6 separate regions of the Mus musculus genome follow, and all the other regions are linked to region 3. The links are chromatin contacts, called in public HiChIP or PLAC-seq, Micro-C and promoter capture Hi-C maps. All regions are on one chromosome and are shown on one strand. Each heading gives the region's core, a stretch centred on a gene start, on an enhancer-like site or on the middle of the called end of the contact. The rest is flanking DNA. Distances are from core to core; before and after follow the strand shown.

Region 1 (2,700 bases), core at 120-2,619, 1.3 Mb after region 3:
CGTTCAGTCAGGATCTTCATGAGGTAGTCTGTCAGGTCCCGGCCAGCCAGGTCCAGACGCAAGATGGCGTGGGGAAGGGCGTAGCCCTCATAGATGGGCACTGTGTGTGTGACCCCGTCACCAGAGTCCATGACAATGCCAGTGGTGCGCCCAGATGCATACAAGGACAGCACCGCCTGAATGGCCACGTACATGGCTGGGGTATTGAAGGTTTCAAACATTATCTGTGGAAAGACAAAGAACACCTGAGTGAGTGAGTAGCAGGGGCCCTGAGCCTCCCACACCCACACTCTGCATGCTGCATGCCACAAATGTGATGTGTGAAGAAAAAAAGAACAGAACGCAAGCAGAAACGCAAACAGAAACCTGGAGGCTTCAGGGAGGAAATGCCAGGAGAAGAGGAACAGAACCCTAGAAACACCAAAGAAACGCTTGAATGTCAGGAAATGAGGCACAACACAAAATGACTCGTCACGCCCAAGGGGAGGCAAGGTCCCGGCTCAAGCATACCTGCGTCATCTTCTCTCTGTTAGCTTTGGGGTTCAGGGGGGCCTCGGTCAGAAGCACCGGGTGCTCCTCAGGAGCCACACGCAGCTCATTGTAGAAGGTGTGGTGCCAGATCTTCTCCATGTCGTCCCAGTTAGTGACAATGCCGTGTTCGATAGGGTACTTCAGGGTCAGGATACCCCTCTTGCTCTGGGCCTCGTCACCCACGTATGAGTCTTTCTGGCCCATGCCCACCATGACGCCCTGCGAGAGAAAAGGCCGCGGTCAGACTCGCCCCACCCACCGCGCGACCCGGGCCCAGAGAGAACACAAGGGAGGCCACTCCTCTCAACTAACCTGGTGTCGGGGGCGCCCTACGATGGAAGGGAACACGGCCCTGGGGGCGTCGTCGCCAGCAAAGCCGGCTTTGCACATGCCGGAGCCATTGTCAATGACGAGTGCGGCGATTTCTTCTTCCATTGCGATCTGCGCAGGAAGAAGCCCCGGAATTAGCGCAGCCCTCACCGAACTCAGAAAATGTCCTCGGCCAGGGCCGAGCCACCCCGGAGGAGTGCAGTCCCCACCCCGGGCGGCGTAACCGTCGGCTACCGGCAGCGCCCCGTTCCGCCGCGGCGAGGAGGGGCTGCGCATTGCGTCGGGCCCCGCCCTGCCCCCAGCCGCGGCTGCAGACCCAGGCCCACCCGTCAGGCGCCCTGCGCTCCGCTCCGCTCCGCAGCGGTGCGGCAGGCAGGGTGAGCGGGAAGAAAGGGCCACAGGAAGTCACTGGGCCAAGCCCGGGGAGCGGCAGCTTACCGGCGAAGGACGCGGCGGCGACGGAGGAGCGGCAAGAAGCGCAGTGTAAGCCGGCGGCGGAGTGTGAGACCGACCGCGGCCTCCCCCGCCGCTATTTAAGCGGGAGCGGGCCGCGCGCGCGGGCGGGGGCGCGCGCGGCCCCAGAACATGTCCATATATGGCGATCTTTCCAAAAGCCGGGCGCCTATTGGCCCGCCCGCCAGGGACACGTGGGGCCCGGGCCCGCCCGCCCCTGGCCCGCGCCGCCGCCAACGGCCCCGCCCGCGCCGCCCCCGCGCGCTCGCGACCCCGGGAGGCCCGGTTCTTGCTCGCGGGGGTCTCGGCGAGTGGCGTGCGTGCGATCGGCCCTGCCCTGCCCCGGGACTGCCGCGTAGCAGGGAGGGCCCGGGCTGCGCCCCGAAACTGCCAAGCCCGGGGCGGGCCGCGCCCCGATCTGGGGTGAGTCCCGTGGCCCCCGCCCCTATGTGAATCCTGTGCCCCGCACACCCCCCAGGACCTTTCTCTACAGGGTCCGTGTGTGCCTGGCTGGGGACGGGCTGGAGGGATTCCCGGGGGTCCGGGGAGCGGCCATCACATCCCAGTCACGTGGGAGAGGGTCACCAGTTCTTCCACTTCAGCCATGTCCCTTTATTGGAGGAGGGGTCGTCACGGGGTTGGGTGTCCCTGGGCATCAAAGAAGGTGGTGGTGGTGGTGTGAGTGGGCATTGTGTTATGCTGGCTTTGCGGGACACATTGTAGGGAAACTGAGGCAGGGGAAGTCTCCCGACTTTCAGGATGGTCCAGCCCCGCCCCCCGCGTGGGTCAGCTGGCGAGACTCCTCTCCACTGATTATGAAGTCCGGGTCAAACTGGTTTTGGGCACAGAATGCTTAGGCCTTAGTCCCCTCCGGACAGGCGTGGGGGGCGGGCCGGCCTCGCTGCCCTTCTCCCGGCTGTTTGGAAACTTGTCACCCTTAGCAGGGTCGTGGCGCTGCCGTCCTAGATGGTGCCTGAAGAGAAAGCTGGCACGGGAGTTAACCGGGTTTTATTTGTAAGCTTCTGGAATGGTTCATTGTGGAATGAAGCGGAGGGTAGCAGTGAGGTGAGGGACTCCAAGGTCACAGGGCACAGAGCTTGATTCGAGCAGGTACGGGGTGCCACTCCCACCCTATGCACAGGCGCTCTCAGGCAGCCCTGCAAGGTCAGCTCCCCATCTGAGACATGAACACAAGACCCAGGGGGACCAAGCAGCCTGCCCTGCTTACCTGCTGGCCATAAACCCGTGCCAACACTCAGTCACCTTTTGTGCAACATCAGGCCTAGAAAGAAGGGCGCTGGCCCTGTGGTTGTACAGAGGTGCCTGTCAAATGGGAGCACCACCCATGAGGGGGATGCAGGGCTGGACCTCCAGGACCCCACCATG
Region 2 (2,700 bases), core at 174-2,673, 1.1 Mb after region 3:
GTAAAGGGTCAGTCACACTTCACAGACAGGCAGCAAGGATGACAGAGTTCACTTGGAGATTCGAAACCAGCCAACACTCAAGTCCCAGGATGCAATTCTGCTGACAGACAGTTTCCATGGACACTGGGACACGTAGGCACTCCAAAGACACCCAAAACCATCCCCCAACAACTCAACACTGGGGTTCACAACACAGATGTCACCCCAGAGGATCTAGCTCTGTCCTCCTGTCTACATCTATTAACCATATCAAATACCCTACCCGGGAACCCTAGATACAGTCTCAATCAGGATAGGTTGTTGAGGATCAAAAACTCATTGATTAAAAAAACTTGTTTTCTATTTTTAGCCTGGGATGTGAACGACAAAACACACGAAGTAGTTGTTAGTCTACTATTAAATTATCAACAACCCATTTTCACTTCCAAATGTCTATCCCGGATTAATCTTCCACCTCATCTCCTGGGAGTCATCAGATAGGAGGAGTGGTCTCTGCCTTGATAACCCACTGTTTCAATAGAACAGGACAGCAGCCCGCGTGGCATGGATGAGCGACGGGGAACCCCGCCACTCCCTTTGTTAAGAGAGTCATTACCCAATTTGACGTTTCCATCTGCTTCCGCAACTCACTGGCAGACACAACAAAGCCACGTAGAAATGACCATCTTTTCATGTGGCATTCAACACAGAAATAACACCAAACTTTTTTGTATGCCGGCTTTTCCAACTGCGGTGACACATGATACAGATCAGACCAAACGAATGCTTTAAATCGCCTTGAGTAAAGGTGAGTAGCCGAAGCCGAGGACCGGCATGCTTCCGTGCCATGCAGTCGGTCAGAGTCAAAAACAGGACCAACAAAACCACTATCAATCCGCTAACGTATCCTTCTCTGTGCCTTTCCGTACAGTGTGAGCAACCGCTGAGCGCGCAGATCCGGACCGCGACTCGCTTCGGGGACGTTGCTTGGGTCTCTTCCCGACCCGCGGTGCTCACACCCCCTTCCCACCAAACGAGCACTTCAACCTGATGCCCCCGCGCCCTCGACTCACCTGCTTGAAGCAGAAAGGCATGGTGAGCACGCTGACGCCCACGATGCTGTTCACCACGTTCGTGATCAGCCCCCACTTGGAGGTGGAGGCGGCCGTCATTTTGAGGGTCTAGGGACCAGGACAGAGCGACCCTAGATAACCCTAAACCTGAAGCAGGGGGGGCCGCGGACAGGCGTCGCGAGGTCAGCCTCCAGACCCTGCCAGGCTCCGCAGCAGCCTCATAGCCATGGTTCCAGGTTCCCGCCTCCGCCTCCCCAGAGTGAAGCGGGAACCCGGAAGCGCCGCAGGCAACGCTAGCAACACCTCAGCTCCGCTTCGCTGCCTCCGGCACCCAAACTTCCGCCTTCGGAGCCTACTCTACCAGGAAGTGACGGTATCAAAGGGCGGGATGAGGCGGGACGCCAGCCAACTAGAAGTAGGTGTGTATGCCCGAGGAGGCGTGGTTTGGGTGGGCCCAGAGGCGGAGCTAGGCGTAACTCTGGCCAATAAGAAGTATGTGGGGGGAGGGACGGCGGGACGTGGGGCGGGGTCTGAATCAGGGCGGGGCTACAATCTGGGTTAGGGGTTCCAGGCTTAGACTAGTGACTGTGGCCGCTGGTAGAAGAGTCATTTGCTGGGTACAACCTCTAGTGGAACAACAGGAGAGAAAGAGAAGGACTACCTTTCAGGTGAGGAGTGGGCTCTTGAGGGTTAATTTTCAGGTCCTTGCGCACAGGAAGGATTTTGGGTCACAATTGGAGGACCTGTCTAGACTGAATGCCAACTTATTGGGACAAAATTAGCACTTAACGTTTTACAGATAAAAATCATCGGGACACCGGGAGGTTCAGAGACTCAGCAAAGTCACAACAGCCTGGAGGAGGGAGCATGGAGATGTGTCTGTTTGATACGCTAAGTGGGTGAAAATGGTCTACTGCCCTAATATGAAAGAAAACCAGAGGAAAGGTAAAAAGGAGAGACTAGGGAAATCTAGGATTTCAAGAGATGGTGGCTTCTGTACTGGAAGGACTAATGAGAATTCTTCCTGGAGTAATGGACATTAAAGAGACTAGAGAAAAGAGAACGCTCCAACACCTAAGTGGATTACTGGCACCTGGCAGTGTTCTTTATGGTGGTGTCTGTGGTGAATGAAGGCCTAGGGACCTGAGGTCCAAGAAAGACCCCACAATGATTCCAGGAGGCCAGAGCTGTGCATGCAAGGAGGAACTTCAAGCTGCCTAAAGAGGCTCTCCTAGAAAACAATTTGAGGCCCATGCAAGATCTCAGACAAGGGACAAATTCTTCCAGCATCAGGCAGAGCAGCTTCTAGAGATGAGAGAGAGAGAGAGAGAGAGAGAGAGAGAGAGAGAGAGAGAGAGAGAGAGAGAAAGGAAAAGCTAGAAAGAGCAATTGGTGGCATGAGCCATTAATCCCAGCGTTCAGGAGGCAGAGACAAGCAGCTCTCTTGAGTTTGAGGACAGCCTGGTCTACATAAGTGAGTTCCAGGACAGCCATGGCTACGTGGAGAAACCCTGTCTCGAACAAAAAAAAAAAAAAAGGAGTAATTGAATACAAAGCCAGAATAGGGTTGGAGAGATGGCTCAGTGGTTAAGAGCACTGACTGCTCTTCCAGAAGTCCTGAGTTCAGTTCCCAGCAACCACATCATAA
Region 3 (2,700 bases), core at 166-2,665:
GCAGGAGGAAAGGAGGGGGTGAAGAAAACGAAACTAGCAGTTTATTTTGCAGTCGTCAAGAATTTTAAGCATGTTACTGTGACGTGTTCCAAGGCCACTTTCCTCTCCAGAAACCCTCCGTGCAAAGCAGCCCAAAAGCAAAGTCGCAGTCCCCCTCCCTATCCCCAGCCCAAGTCTCCAGTAGGGCTTCAGCTGGTCTGCATTGGACCCCTAATCCGGTAACTCACAGCTCAGCGCCCCCCTCAAGGCCCAGGAGACCGCTGTCACTGGCAAGCAAACCCCAAATACTCAGCAGTACAAAAATATGCCTCTCTTTCCCTCTCCCTCTCCCTCTCCGAGTGTGTGTGTGTGTGTGTGTGTGTGTGTGTGTGTGCCTGCGCCTGTCTCCATCCGGTGCCTTCGCATTTCAAATTAAAAAAAAAATTCCCCATCGAAAGAGCTGCAGTGACAGTTCCCAACATTTTCTGTCTTTTTTCTTCCCTACCCTGCACCACCAGGAGGGAGGACGCATACAATTGCATTTTCGTCGCTTTTAAAAAAAATTTTTTTTTTTTTTTTTGGTTTTGCAATATGGAGCCGTTCGGTGGAGGGAAAGGGGAAAGGAGCCATTTTCTGCTGCACATCAGTCAGTGCCTGCGCCCTCCCTCCCTCCGCCGGCCTCCCGGGCTCGGCCCCGCGTCTCTCCAGCTCCTCCGGCTCCTTTTAGCGCATAAATTAGTGATGGCATTTCCCGGAGAGCGGAGCACAACACAGGGCGCCCGGCTCGGGCTCGGCTGCTCCGCTTCCCAGTGCCTGCCACCGACTTCCCCACCCCCTCCTCTCTCCACCCCACCTCCACCCCGCCTCCCGTCCGCTCCCCCACCACCCCACCAGCTCCACGGGTCTGCTGGCCAGGGCGCTTGGTGCCGAGGCACCCGGCCCCCGCCGCCACTTACTTGGGGGACCAGCCTCTCCATTTCACCAGATACTCCACTCTGCCCTGTAGGGGGGGAAGAGACAGCACTCCATCAGCTTCCGCGGGATCCCCGGCTCCGGCCCGCAGCCTCCCCACCCCCTCCGCGCCTCTCGCTCGCTGCTCCCGCCGCCGCTCCCGCGCCTCGGCGCCGCCACCCGCGCGCCACCCCTACCTTGCGTATCCGCTTCTTTTCGATGCTCTCCACCGCGAAGACGTGCTCGCCAACAGCTGGCAGCTCCATGGCCGAACCCGAGCGCTCAGGGGCGCAAGCGGCCGGCGCGGCTGCAGACACAGCTAGCTCCCGCCGGCGCCCCGATACGATCCTGCGCGTGGACCTCGCCACGCGCCCGGCCCCCGCCGCCGCCACTCGCCCCTCAACAGCCTGGCCGCCGCCGCCGCCGCCGCTGCCTGCACCCGCCGGCTCTCAGCTCGCGCTCGCTCGCTCGCTCGCTCGCTCAGACAACTGAGCCCGGGCCGCCGCGGCACGAGAACTCATGCAAATCCCGGACGTCAGCGGGCGGGGCCTCGCAGGGCCCAGCTCGGCGTCAGGAGGCGGGACGCGCCTCGGATTGGCGCAGCCCGGCCTACCCGAGGCCCCCGGTCTGGGCAGCAGGGAAGGAGGAGGGCGCGGGAGGAGGCTGGGGAGGAGGAGGGCGCGGGGAGGTGCAGGGGAGGGATCTGAGAGCCGGGAAAGTGAGCTGGGGCCGCGGAATAGAGGTGTCTCTGCCTAGGCGGCCAGGGTGGGCACCTCGACCGGGCCCACTCTGATCCGCAGCCGGACACTTGGGACTCTCCCGTCCCCACCCTCGGCCTCTGTTTCTGCTTGTGCAAGGCCCGGGGATCCCTGCTGGGGGCCACGGAAGCACCCGCTGCACTTTACAGTTGCTCCCAACTACATCTGTCCAGCAGAGCTCTGGAAGCACAGGGGACTTTCCGGCAGGGGGCGGAATGGAGGCGGGGGCAGTTCAGGACCCCACCCTCGGTGCCCACCGCCCCGCCCCGCCAGTCTCTGGGCATTTAGGCCGCGAGGTGGGGAGAGAAAGAGCCAGAAGACTGAGGACTTGGACAAGTGGAGGAGCACGGAGAGGCGAAGACAGGGACAAAGAAACAGCTGGCCACGGGGCATTTAGCACTCAAGAACCTCAGCAGAAAGGGGCTCTGAATCCGATGCCACCCAAGATTCTGAACGGCTTCTAATTTACACTTGGTTCACTCATTCGCGGGGAAGGGGCAGTTTCTAAGCAAGGCCTCTTGCTTAGTCTGAGATGCTGGGAGAAGAGAGAGAGAGAGAGAGAGAGAGCGAGAGAGAGAGAGGGGGAGAGAGAGAGAGAGAGAGAGAGAGAGAGAGAGAGAGAGAGAGAGAATGAATATGGGGGTGAATGAGTCTGGGGGGTCCAAGGGGACTTCGTGGGGCTTCATGGAAGAGCCTCAAAAGTAAGAGTGGGGAGGACCAAGTAGATGTTGAGGCGGAGGGTTGGTGGATGAGTGGACTGCGAGAAGGGGAGGGGAAATGGCCAAGGAGCCACAGTGTCTTCCTGAATTCCCGTCCTCTGGTCTCTGACAGCCAAGCCCTGCTGACGCGGCCTTTGGAGCCCTGGAGTGTGAAGTTTAGCACCTCGGAGCCGGCCAGCCCCGCACGTTCAGGGGTATTCAGCGCCAGCGTCCGGCTGGGGGAGCTGCTGCGCCAGACGCGGCCTTCCGAGGGCGCCACAGTGGGCCTGGGAGATCCGTGGGGTCGCAGTGGG
Region 4 (2,700 bases), core at 30-2,529, 1.1 Mb after region 3:
AGTGATGGACAGCCCGCTGGCAAAGTGCCAACCAATCGTGACCGTTTTGCAGAAGCAAGGGAGGCGGGGAAAGAGAGGAGACCACAGATCTCAGATTTAACTCCTTTGTGTCCACGCAGGAAAGAGACTGGAAAAATCCAAAGGAATATAGCTGTGTCGATTGGCATCTACTTAAATACTCCCCCCCAACACACAGAGAAAAAGAGAAGCAGAAATTATGTATTCATCGCCACTAAGACATCACCTCTACTTCTTGAGAATAAATAACATTTGGGTAGGCAACCAAATTCTAACCGAAATATTTGCTTGCAGAATATTTTAAAAGCGCTTTGATTCTGATTATGATAAAGAGAATTGTTTAGAGGCTGTTTTCCATTGTAGAGAGAAATTTGCGAATATGCAGGGACAGGCCCTGAGAAATGCTAAGCATGGTTTTCACACCATGACAACCACCCCTAAAATTATCAAGTGAAGATATTTTTAAAATCTAGGGGCTGATAGAAAAAGTAAATCCTTATCTTGGCAACAGAGCCTCGATTTTCATTTCGATTGTTGCTACGCTGCAAAGTGTGGCGGAGGGAGATAATAATTGAGAGCGGACAGATAGATGGCTGGCGAAGAAAGGTACATCTGCCTCTCGGGCAGGGGGAAGAAGGGCATATATGGAGCCTGTGGGCATGCCTCAGGCAGAAGTGTATTCCTAGTTTGGGTGGGGGGCGCCTGGGAGTGGAGGTACATCAGGGTAACTCAGAATCTGCGCTTGGAAGTTGGGCCTACGTGCAGCAGGTTCTGCCACCTGCCAAACAGACCCTTGGTATGGACAGAGCATCTGGTTTACAGCGTGAGGCTATTTCTTCTTTTTTATTTTGTGCATAAAAACAAATAAAAATGCCCCAAACCTTACACCTGACAAATTATGGAAAAACAAAACCACAAGTCTCCCCTGGACACGGACACCCGTTCTCACTATCCCTAGCTCCTCTCCCGCCCTGCGCCACCACATTCCCATTCAGCAGCAATGATCTGCGCAAAGGAGCTGCGCAGTCGCTGGGCTTGAATTAGGCGCCATCAGGCTTGGTAGTAGCCCTGCTGCTCCCTGATTGGCAGCTCCCTGGCCCGGCGCCAGCCTATTGGGAGGCCTGTTTACGCCGAATGAGTGGCACGAGCTCAGGGCCGTGGAGGGCCGAGCAGCCAATCAGCGCTCGGGCTGCTCCGGGCTGAGTGGCACGAGCTTATTAGTATGCAGGGCCCGTGGCTCGCCGCGCCGGGCTGCAGGTTTGAGAGCCGCTCTGGATGGGCTCGCTAGAGTCGTTGTTGTGGAAGCCGTGCATTCACAGTGCAACAGTCAGCACATTGAAAATACCAATAGGAATACAAACCAAAGTCACATTTACTGATTTAATTGTATTGCATTCAATTGTATCCAGGAAACAGCCTCCAGTAAGTAACTCAAATTGCTTTCATTTTTAATTTTTTTTGCTATTTTTATTATTTTATTATATTATTTTGGTTTTTGGGGGTTTACATTTTTAAGCAAAAGAAATTCAGGATTGTGATGTTAAATAATAGAGCTTCCCTTTTAAAATCCGTTATGATGTTGAAAGGCTTTTTTTTAAAAGATGGACTATATATATGAGTACGATATTTTTTCTTCTGAAAAATTTTATCGATCGGTTTAAAATTCCCCCCGTAATGCGTCCTTGCTTTGCTCTGAGCGCTTGTTGTCTCGATCGACACCCTGCATTAAAAATAAATTATCGAGACAGGACAGAGACCGCCAAGCTTCGTTCAGCAAGAGCCTCGCGGGTAGCCCCGAATGGACAGTCAGTGAGAGCCCAGTTCTGGAGGAACCAGGAGCGAACCCCAATTATTTGCTCCCCCATCTTACTCCCCTCCCCCAGCAATCTTGAATGGGCTCCGCCCGGTCGTTCCGTGGCGCAGGGAACGGTCGGCTCTCCGTGGCCACGGCTTTCCGGGCCTCAGTGAAGGGACAGGAGATTAGAGGGGTACTGGCAGGTTTTCAGGTTCCGCTCCCCACAGACTTAATTCTTTTCAGAACATTTCCCTTTTTTTCCCTCTCTGGGGGAGTTGGGATGGAGGAGGGGGGCTGAACAGTGGGGCGTCTTCATGCTGCGCGTTCTGGGCAGCACGCGGGCTCAGGCCAAGACCCGCGTGGCGTGGTCCGGGGACCGGTCCATTTCCCAGAGCGGGGGTCTTGCACCACCCAGTCCCCGTTCCTAGCTGGGCTGATGGGGGGGGGGCGGGTTTCGCAGGGAGCGGGTTGTGAAGCGACGCTGGAGCCATTCGCTCCCGGCGCGCTCCTGGCTGCGGCCTGGCCTTGCAGGCCCCATTGCGCCCACCCGCGCGGGAAACTCGGCAGGAGGGAGCCCACGGACTCCAGAGCTTGGCCTCCACCGGAGGACAAAGGCGTCTCAGACCCGGCGTTTCGATGCGAAATTTGAAAACAAAGCAAACCTTGAGGAGCTGGGGGTACGAGTGCTGCCCAAGCCTCAGGAGGGTGCACAATTCTGGGGGTCACGCCCAGCCACCCGGGGGAGGATTTCTGGGGTTCGGGTTCTTTAGCTGTGCTCTCGTCGTCGGCTCTCCGGCCGCGCGCGGCTCTCTGCCCGCTGCCACTGTTTCCTCTGGTCCAATCCTGCCCGGGGTCCATTGCGGTGTCTTGTACCGGGGTTTGGCTTG
Region 5 (2,700 bases), core at 39-2,538, 1.5 Mb after region 3:
CGCAAGCTGCTCAGCAGTGGGTTCCTGTTCTGCCATGCTTACCTCTAGCTTGGGACACCTGTGGGCGGGGCATGAGCAGGACTGTGACAGCCTGGAGGCATTCCACCCTAGGCAGACCCTGACACCTGCAGGACACCTGACTGGAACTTTGAGAGGATGCTGCCACTGCCCTACGCAGAGGCCCATTTGAGAGGACTAGAACCCCAAGCAACGAAATGGGACCACAGCCTGTTCCTCAGAGAAGCAAAACACCTTTCCTCCCCACTAAGAATAAGCCTCCAGACCGAACTGAACTGGCAGACGCAACACTAAATCCCTGGGGTCCTGTTGCTGTCCCTAGCTGCCCAGGCTCTCATCTTACTGGGTTGGGTCATGGAGGTAAGTTCTCCGACAGGGAGATGCTCTGTATGTTAGCCACGTGCAGGACAAGGGTCTGTTTGTTCGTCCCTTCCAATGGAATACTGTCCTAAGCTCAACTATGTGATGACCGCTTAAATCCCAAGAGCCCAAAGGGGATCCTAAATACGCAGGTCTGTCCTCTCTAGTGAGGGTCTGCGTATGCAACTTGGGAGCTAGTGCACCGCTTGCAAATAAATCTCAGGAGCCTGTTTCTGGGCCCTGACCCTAAACCTTTAGTGGCGGTGAGGAACCAACCAGGACGGAAGCGCCTAGATGCCTTTCAGTTCCGCAGATTCCCAAACGTCTCTCGGAAACCCACTGTGATGCCTACAGGCAATGCGCAGCGGTCCCGGGAAGAGCCCGGCCGTTGTCCCTCTGAGAGGTGTCCGCCAAGGAAACACATAAAGCGGCGGTCCGAAACCCGGAGGCTACAGACAACCCCACCCGACGCCAAGCGTGGCCGCCGGCGACAGCATCAGGGCGCGGCCCGCACTTCCGTAGAGCCCGCAATCCGAGCGGGGCGGGGCCGCGCGGCGGGAGCCCCGGGCCAGGCCCCGCGCCGGACCCCGCCCGCGAGGCCGAGGAAGGGGGTCCCCTGGTAGCAGGCGCGCAGGCCCGGGGGGCCGCGGCCCCTCCGGCAGGACCTGCGCTGCCGCCCTGGCCCGCCCCGCCCGCCCGCCCGGGTGACCGCGCCCCGCCCGCGAGCGCCGCAGTCGCCCGCGACGCCGCACAAAGCCAACCCACTCCCCTCCCGCACTGCACCGCGCTGCGCCACGCGCCCACTCACCGGAGGCTCGACCGCCGCTCTCGCGCTCCCTCCCGCACCAAATGACGAACGTCGTCCGCCGCCCGCCGCTCGGACGGTCACTTCCGGGGTCACAAGACTTCCGCTCTCGCGGGCGGGGTCGCCTTGCGCATGCGCCGCCAGGGGGCGCGGGTCGGCGCCGTCGCCATTTTGCTGCGGGCCTCGTGGGCGCGTCCCGCGTGGGCCGGCGCCCTCGCGCCTTCTGCCGAATGCCGGGTGCGAGGGTTTGTGGGACACGAGAGCCGGCTCTTCCAGAGCAGCGTCGCGCGGCCATTCTGTGGCTCCCAGGGTTCCCTGATTGCCGTGCCTGGCCCTTGTCCCATTGTCCTCAGAGTCAACAGAACCACAGTCCTCACCGACCGCAGTGCCCTGTAGCTGTGCTGCCTGGCGCATTGCTCTGGGGACTGCGTGCCCCCCGAGCCCCCGTATGTTAGAAGTTGTATGGTTTTGCTGTGAGGAGCGGTTTTCCTTGGAACGGGCTGCCTGCCTATCTTGAACCTCATCCCTGAGACGCGCCCGCCTCTGCCTCCAGGATGCTGAGATTGAAGGCGTGCACCATCACCGCCAGGCGTGTTTCACGACGCTGAGGATGGAGCCTCCTTAGTGGAGGGCCTGGCTGGGGGGGTTCCCGGTCGTGTGCTTGTGCCAGCCACTCCAGTTCCTCCTGAGGAGTCTCAGTTCCTGCTACTCCGTGAGGGCACTCCATGTTGGCTTCTTCTGAGTGTAGCCTCAGACTGAGGGGAGGCAGGAATTTAAGGGGCACTACGGGGACTTCTATAGCTTAATCCCACAAAAGCCATCGCTTCTGGCCTGCTCTGTTGGCCACACCTGCCCCTGTGGTATCCAGGAAACAGCTGTTGGCTCCGGAGAGTCATCAAACTTAAAAGATGAGGAATCCAATGGCCTCCACTCTCCATCTTCAGTTGTGGCCCAGTTATTTTACACAAGCACGCATACCCTCTGGCTATACATCAATCTGAAGCAAACCAAGTGTTCTTTCAAGCTCATTTATTTTTATCTCTAAGGAAGATGGATTTGCAATATCATTACCCTACATCCAGGTAGCTGCTCTTCTATGCAGAACTATTCTAAAACAAAAAGCCACGTGACTATCCCCACTCTTACTGTATGATGAATTTGGCTGGCCTTCCACCTACACACAGGTGTGCCCAACGAAGTGTGTCAAGCTGGCTTTTCAGGAGGCTCATGGTCCTCCAACTGGATGAGCCTGGTTTATTGAGCTCTGTGCCACCCACAATTCCCTGGTTTGACGCTCAAAGTACAAATCTTCCAAAGCTGCGTTTTTATGTTTATGCATATCAATATTTTGAAGTAGTCTCTGAACCACTTGTGTGCAGTACCCATAAAGGTCAGAAGAGGGCATTGCATCCTCTGGAACTGGAGTTAGAACAGTAGTGGGTTCTGTACTGTACTGGGAATCAAACCCAAGATCTCTCTCAAAGAGGAGCCAGTGCTCTATGAACTGCTGAGCCATC
Region 6 (2,700 bases), core at 56-2,555, 1.1 Mb after region 3:
CCACCAGCCAGAGCCCCGTTTCTTCTTCTGAAATGGTCTTCTCACAAAGCCACCCTTAGCCGACACCGTGTAAAATCCCACTATCGGGTAAGCCAGTGGGGACGCTTCTGGCTCAGCTGCAGCTAACTTGGGAGAAAAGAAAGTGAATTCTTCAAGAACTTTAAAATAAAAGCGGCCCTTTCCCGGCAACTCGCGTCTAGCTTCGCCTTTGTTTTAAACACACATATAAAACCCTTGTCCTTCCTCGGAACGGGGGGCGGGGAGAACTGAGGGTCCACATTCAGAAGCGCTTTCCCCTTAAAAAATATTCTCGGAGGAGCTCTTTTGTTTGAAGTGGGTATGGGGGAGGGGACGGGGCCCGCTCCAGTTCAGCTACCAGGCTCTTAACAAACCACCACCAACAAAAAACCACAACTCTGAGGGTATCTCCTAACCCCGCAAATCTGGGGTTCCCGGATCCAGGAGGGATTCGTTCCTAGACACCCGGCGCGCAGCAGAAGCCAAGACCAGGTTTCCCTAAAGTAAACATCCCGGTTCAGAAAACGAGAATTCTAGGTTTCCGGGTTGGGGGATAACTGTATGAACCACTTCGAAACAGAGCCATCTTGCTGTAGTACCCATGGAGTCCTGGATGAATTTCGTGGGCCTCTGAAGAAAGTGACGCGCATTTCCACAGGAACTGGCTCCAAGCCCGTCTTACGGGTGGTGGAGAGCCCAGTAGGGATTCCAGAATACAGCTCAGGAGGCTACCCCGAGTTCGGCTACCGTCCCAGGACCCCTCAGAAAGACACGTTTGGTGCGAAAATCTCCTACACACCAGCTGGGTTTTTATTCCTTCCCTCCCCAGAGTGTGCTCTGGGCGCGCGGGAAACAAGGAAAAAGCACGTACCTGGCGGCGCTCTGAGGGCAGCCTCACCGGCCCTCCGTAGGCAAGGGAGCTCCCAGAAGCTACTCCCTATCCGGCTGGTCGACCCTAGGCCTGTCCCTCCATCCCTCCCTCCCTACCCGGCTGGTCGACCTCCGCCGAGCTAATTCTCCAGGAGGCAGGAGCGGGATACCCGGCCCGCCTTTCTGGAAATGGGATCCGTTTTTTAGCGCCAGGGCCCGCGCCAACGTCCAGGCCACCGTCGGCGCGCAGGGTTTCCCTAGTCCTTTGGATCAGCAGAGAGTGGGGCGGCCTGGACGCTGGGCTGCGGCTCGCGCACCAGCTCCCTGTTCCCGCGCGCCCTTCTGCATCCAGGCTCCGGCGTGTCCACGTTCCCAATCGCGAAAAGGGGACGAACTCTGAGCCCTCCGGGAAGAGAAGGCTGCAGCCGCAGTCCAGGAAAGAGCCCTAGGGCGGGAGGGGTGCAGGGCGGAGGGGCGGGAGAGCTACCAGCGCCCCACGGCCGCGGCCCTCGTGGGGGTGGGGAGGGCGCCCAGCCCCACCCACGTGGAGGCCCCCGCCCCGCCTCCATGAGGGCAGCGTCCCCGCCTGCCCCAGCGCCTCCGCCTAGCCCCGCCCCATCGCCTCCCGCAGCGGCCGCTCCCTTTGTCTGGGCAGCCGGTGCAAACCAATGGCATCGCGTGGGCGGTGCTCAGGTTGGCCAATAGATGATCCAGGAGGTGTGGCCGAAGAGGAGGGTCTATTTCCCCGAGAAGATACGGTAAACTGGTAAGCTTTTCAGGATCTGGGCTCTGAGGCCGAGAGTGTCTGCAGCTTCGAGCTGGCTCCGCCGTGGAATTACAAATTTTGGATTCCTTTCCACTATCTGGAAAGATGCCCCCAAATCCGGAAGGAAGTGTAAGGGAATCATATCTGGACTCTAGGGAGAGGAAGCCCCAGGGGATTTGATTTTAGAATGGCCCCTTGCACCCGGGACACGCAGTGCCTTGAACTTTGAAATTCAGGGTGTGCAACATCCCCAGAAGTCAGGAAGGTTCTCTGAGATCGAGTGGTAATAATGTGATGTTCAGCTTTCAAGGCGTCTCTGAGTTCAGGGGCAGAGGTGCATAGGCCCTCTCAGGAAGGACTACAGGATTGGGGGCCACTGCCCCAGGACCACCTTAGTGGGCAGCGACTCATTTGCTTTCTGAGCGGAGAAATATCGAGTGCTGAAAAATATTCAGGCTAAAGTGGACCACGGCCAGAGAGCTGTTGCTGGCTTGCCCCAGACAGACAGGGAAAGATACATCTCAAGTGTGCCCCAAGCCACGCCAGGGCAGCAAGTGCAGGAGACAAACAAGAGCCAAGCCATACCTACAGGAGCAGGCAGGTGTCTCCTCTTGAGTTCACCGCCTTGTCCTGGTCTCAGACCTGGAGGTGTTTCCCAACCTTTTCTCCCTTTCTGCATCTTGGCTCCAAGTGAAATCCGCAAACCAAGAAGAAAAGGAAAACAACCACCTGATGTAGGGGCTGTAATCTGGTGCCGCCGATGGTAAAATGAGCCCCGGAGGTAAATGAGGTACATTACAACCCTGGATTTGCAGGGCTCCACCTGAGCGCTATCAATCCCAGCATCTCCCAGGAGGTTGTCACAGAAGCTAACATCTAATTCCCTGTTGCTGAAGGCAGTACTCAGCCACCTTTATGGCTCTGTTTTGAAATTCCTCTTTTCAGAAGTCCAGGGATCCTGAGAGGGCCTGTAGCTAACTGAAGGGCAAGTTGCAGCACTCAGGATCTAGGACTTGTCCGGCTATGGTTGCAAACCACAGACGTGG

What was found. Promoter capture Hi-C pulls out the DNA fragments that hold promoters and counts their contacts. Hi-C and Micro-C count contacts between places; a contact is called where the count stands out from the background. HiChIP or PLAC-seq counts read pairs in DNA pulled down with a chosen protein or histone mark.
Region 1: a contact with region 3 is called in a promoter capture Hi-C map of pre-B cells, with 4 times the contacts expected there. The contact joins the promoter of Actg1 here to the promoter of Cbx4 in region 3. A contact is called at or near these places in 2 of 39 promoter capture datasets (liver and pre-B cells) and 1 of 484 Hi-C or Micro-C datasets (B cells).
Region 2: an H3K4me3 HiChIP or PLAC-seq map of embryonic stem cells shows a contact between it and region 3, with 4 times the contacts expected there. The contact joins the promoter of Slc38a10 here to the promoter of Cbx4 in region 3. A contact is called at or near these places in 1 of 39 promoter capture datasets (pre-B cells) and 2 of 115 datasets of contacts at active chromatin or transcription factors (both in embryonic stem cells).
Region 4: a promoter capture Hi-C map of embryonic stem cells shows a contact between it and region 3. The contact joins the promoter of Bahcc1 here to the promoter of Cbx4 in region 3. A contact is called at or near these places in 8 of 39 promoter capture datasets (cranial neural crest, embryonic stem cells, liver and 2 more), 6 of 484 Hi-C or Micro-C datasets (all in embryonic stem cells) and 8 of 115 datasets of contacts at active chromatin or transcription factors (embryonic stem cells, pancreatic cancer cells and stem cell-derived neural progenitor cells).
Region 5: an HNF4G HiChIP or PLAC-seq map of pancreatic cancer cells shows a contact between it and region 3. The contact joins the promoter of Arhgdia here to the promoter of Cbx4 in region 3. A contact is called at or near these places in 1 of 39 promoter capture datasets (pre-B cells), 1 of 484 Hi-C or Micro-C datasets (B cells) and 1 of 115 datasets of contacts at active chromatin or transcription factors (pancreatic cancer cells).
Region 6: a Micro-C map of embryonic stem cells shows a contact between it and region 3, with 4 times the contacts expected there. The contact joins the promoter of 2810410L24Rik here to the promoter of Cbx4 in region 3. A contact is called at or near these places in 1 of 39 promoter capture datasets (embryonic stem cells), 5 of 484 Hi-C or Micro-C datasets (all in embryonic stem cells), 3 of 115 datasets of contacts at active chromatin or transcription factors (embryonic stem cells and pancreatic cancer cells) and 1 of 9 other capture datasets (embryonic stem cells).

Annotation. Positions count from the first base shown.
Region 1 is chr11:120,347,126-120,349,825 of GRCm38.p6, forward strand. Actg1 (actin, gamma, cytoplasmic 1) reads right to left here and starts at 1,370. Exons shown (of 6, transcript NM_009609.3): 1 at 1,300-1,370; 2 at 844-972; 3 at 511-750; 4 at 1-224. The coding sequence starts at 966. It overlaps Mir6935 (microRNA 6935), which reads right to left and starts at 288; the gene lies at 225-288. It overlaps 0610009L18Rik (RIKEN cDNA 0610009L18 gene), which reads left to right and starts at 1,553. Exons shown (of 2, transcript NR_038126.1): 1 at 1,553-1,737.
Region 2 is chr11:120,149,928-120,152,627 of GRCm38.p6, forward strand. It overlaps Slc38a10 (solute carrier family 38, member 10), which reads right to left and starts at 1,424. Exons shown (of 17, transcript NM_024249.5): 1 at 1,053-1,424. The coding sequence starts at 1,151. It overlaps Gm11769 (a long non-coding RNA gene), which reads left to right and starts at 480. Exons shown (of 3, transcript XR_389232.4): 1 at 480-787; 2 at 911-1,471; 3 at 1,852-2,700.
Region 3 is chr11:119,084,822-119,087,521 of GRCm38.p6, forward strand. Cbx4 (chromobox 4) reads right to left here and starts at 1,416. Exons shown (of 5, transcript NM_007625.2): 1 at 1,128-1,416; 2 at 936-979. The coding sequence starts at 1,196.
Region 4 is chr11:120,231,668-120,234,367 of GRCm38.p6, forward strand. Bahcc1 (BAH domain and coiled-coil containing 1) reads left to right here and starts at 1,280. Exons shown (of 28, transcript NM_001347621.2): 1 at 1,280-1,440.
Region 5 is chr11:120,580,336-120,583,035 of GRCm38.p6, forward strand. Arhgdia (Rho GDP dissociation inhibitor (GDI) alpha) reads right to left here and starts at 1,289. Exons shown (of 6, transcript NM_133796.8): 1 at 1,187-1,289; 2 at 1-58. The coding sequence starts at 36.
Region 6 is chr11:120,188,551-120,191,250 of GRCm38.p6, forward strand. 2810410L24Rik (RIKEN cDNA 2810410L24 gene) reads right to left here and starts at 1,306. Exons shown (of 3, transcript NR_030682.1): 1 at 890-1,306; 2 at 1-126. It also overlaps Gm9734.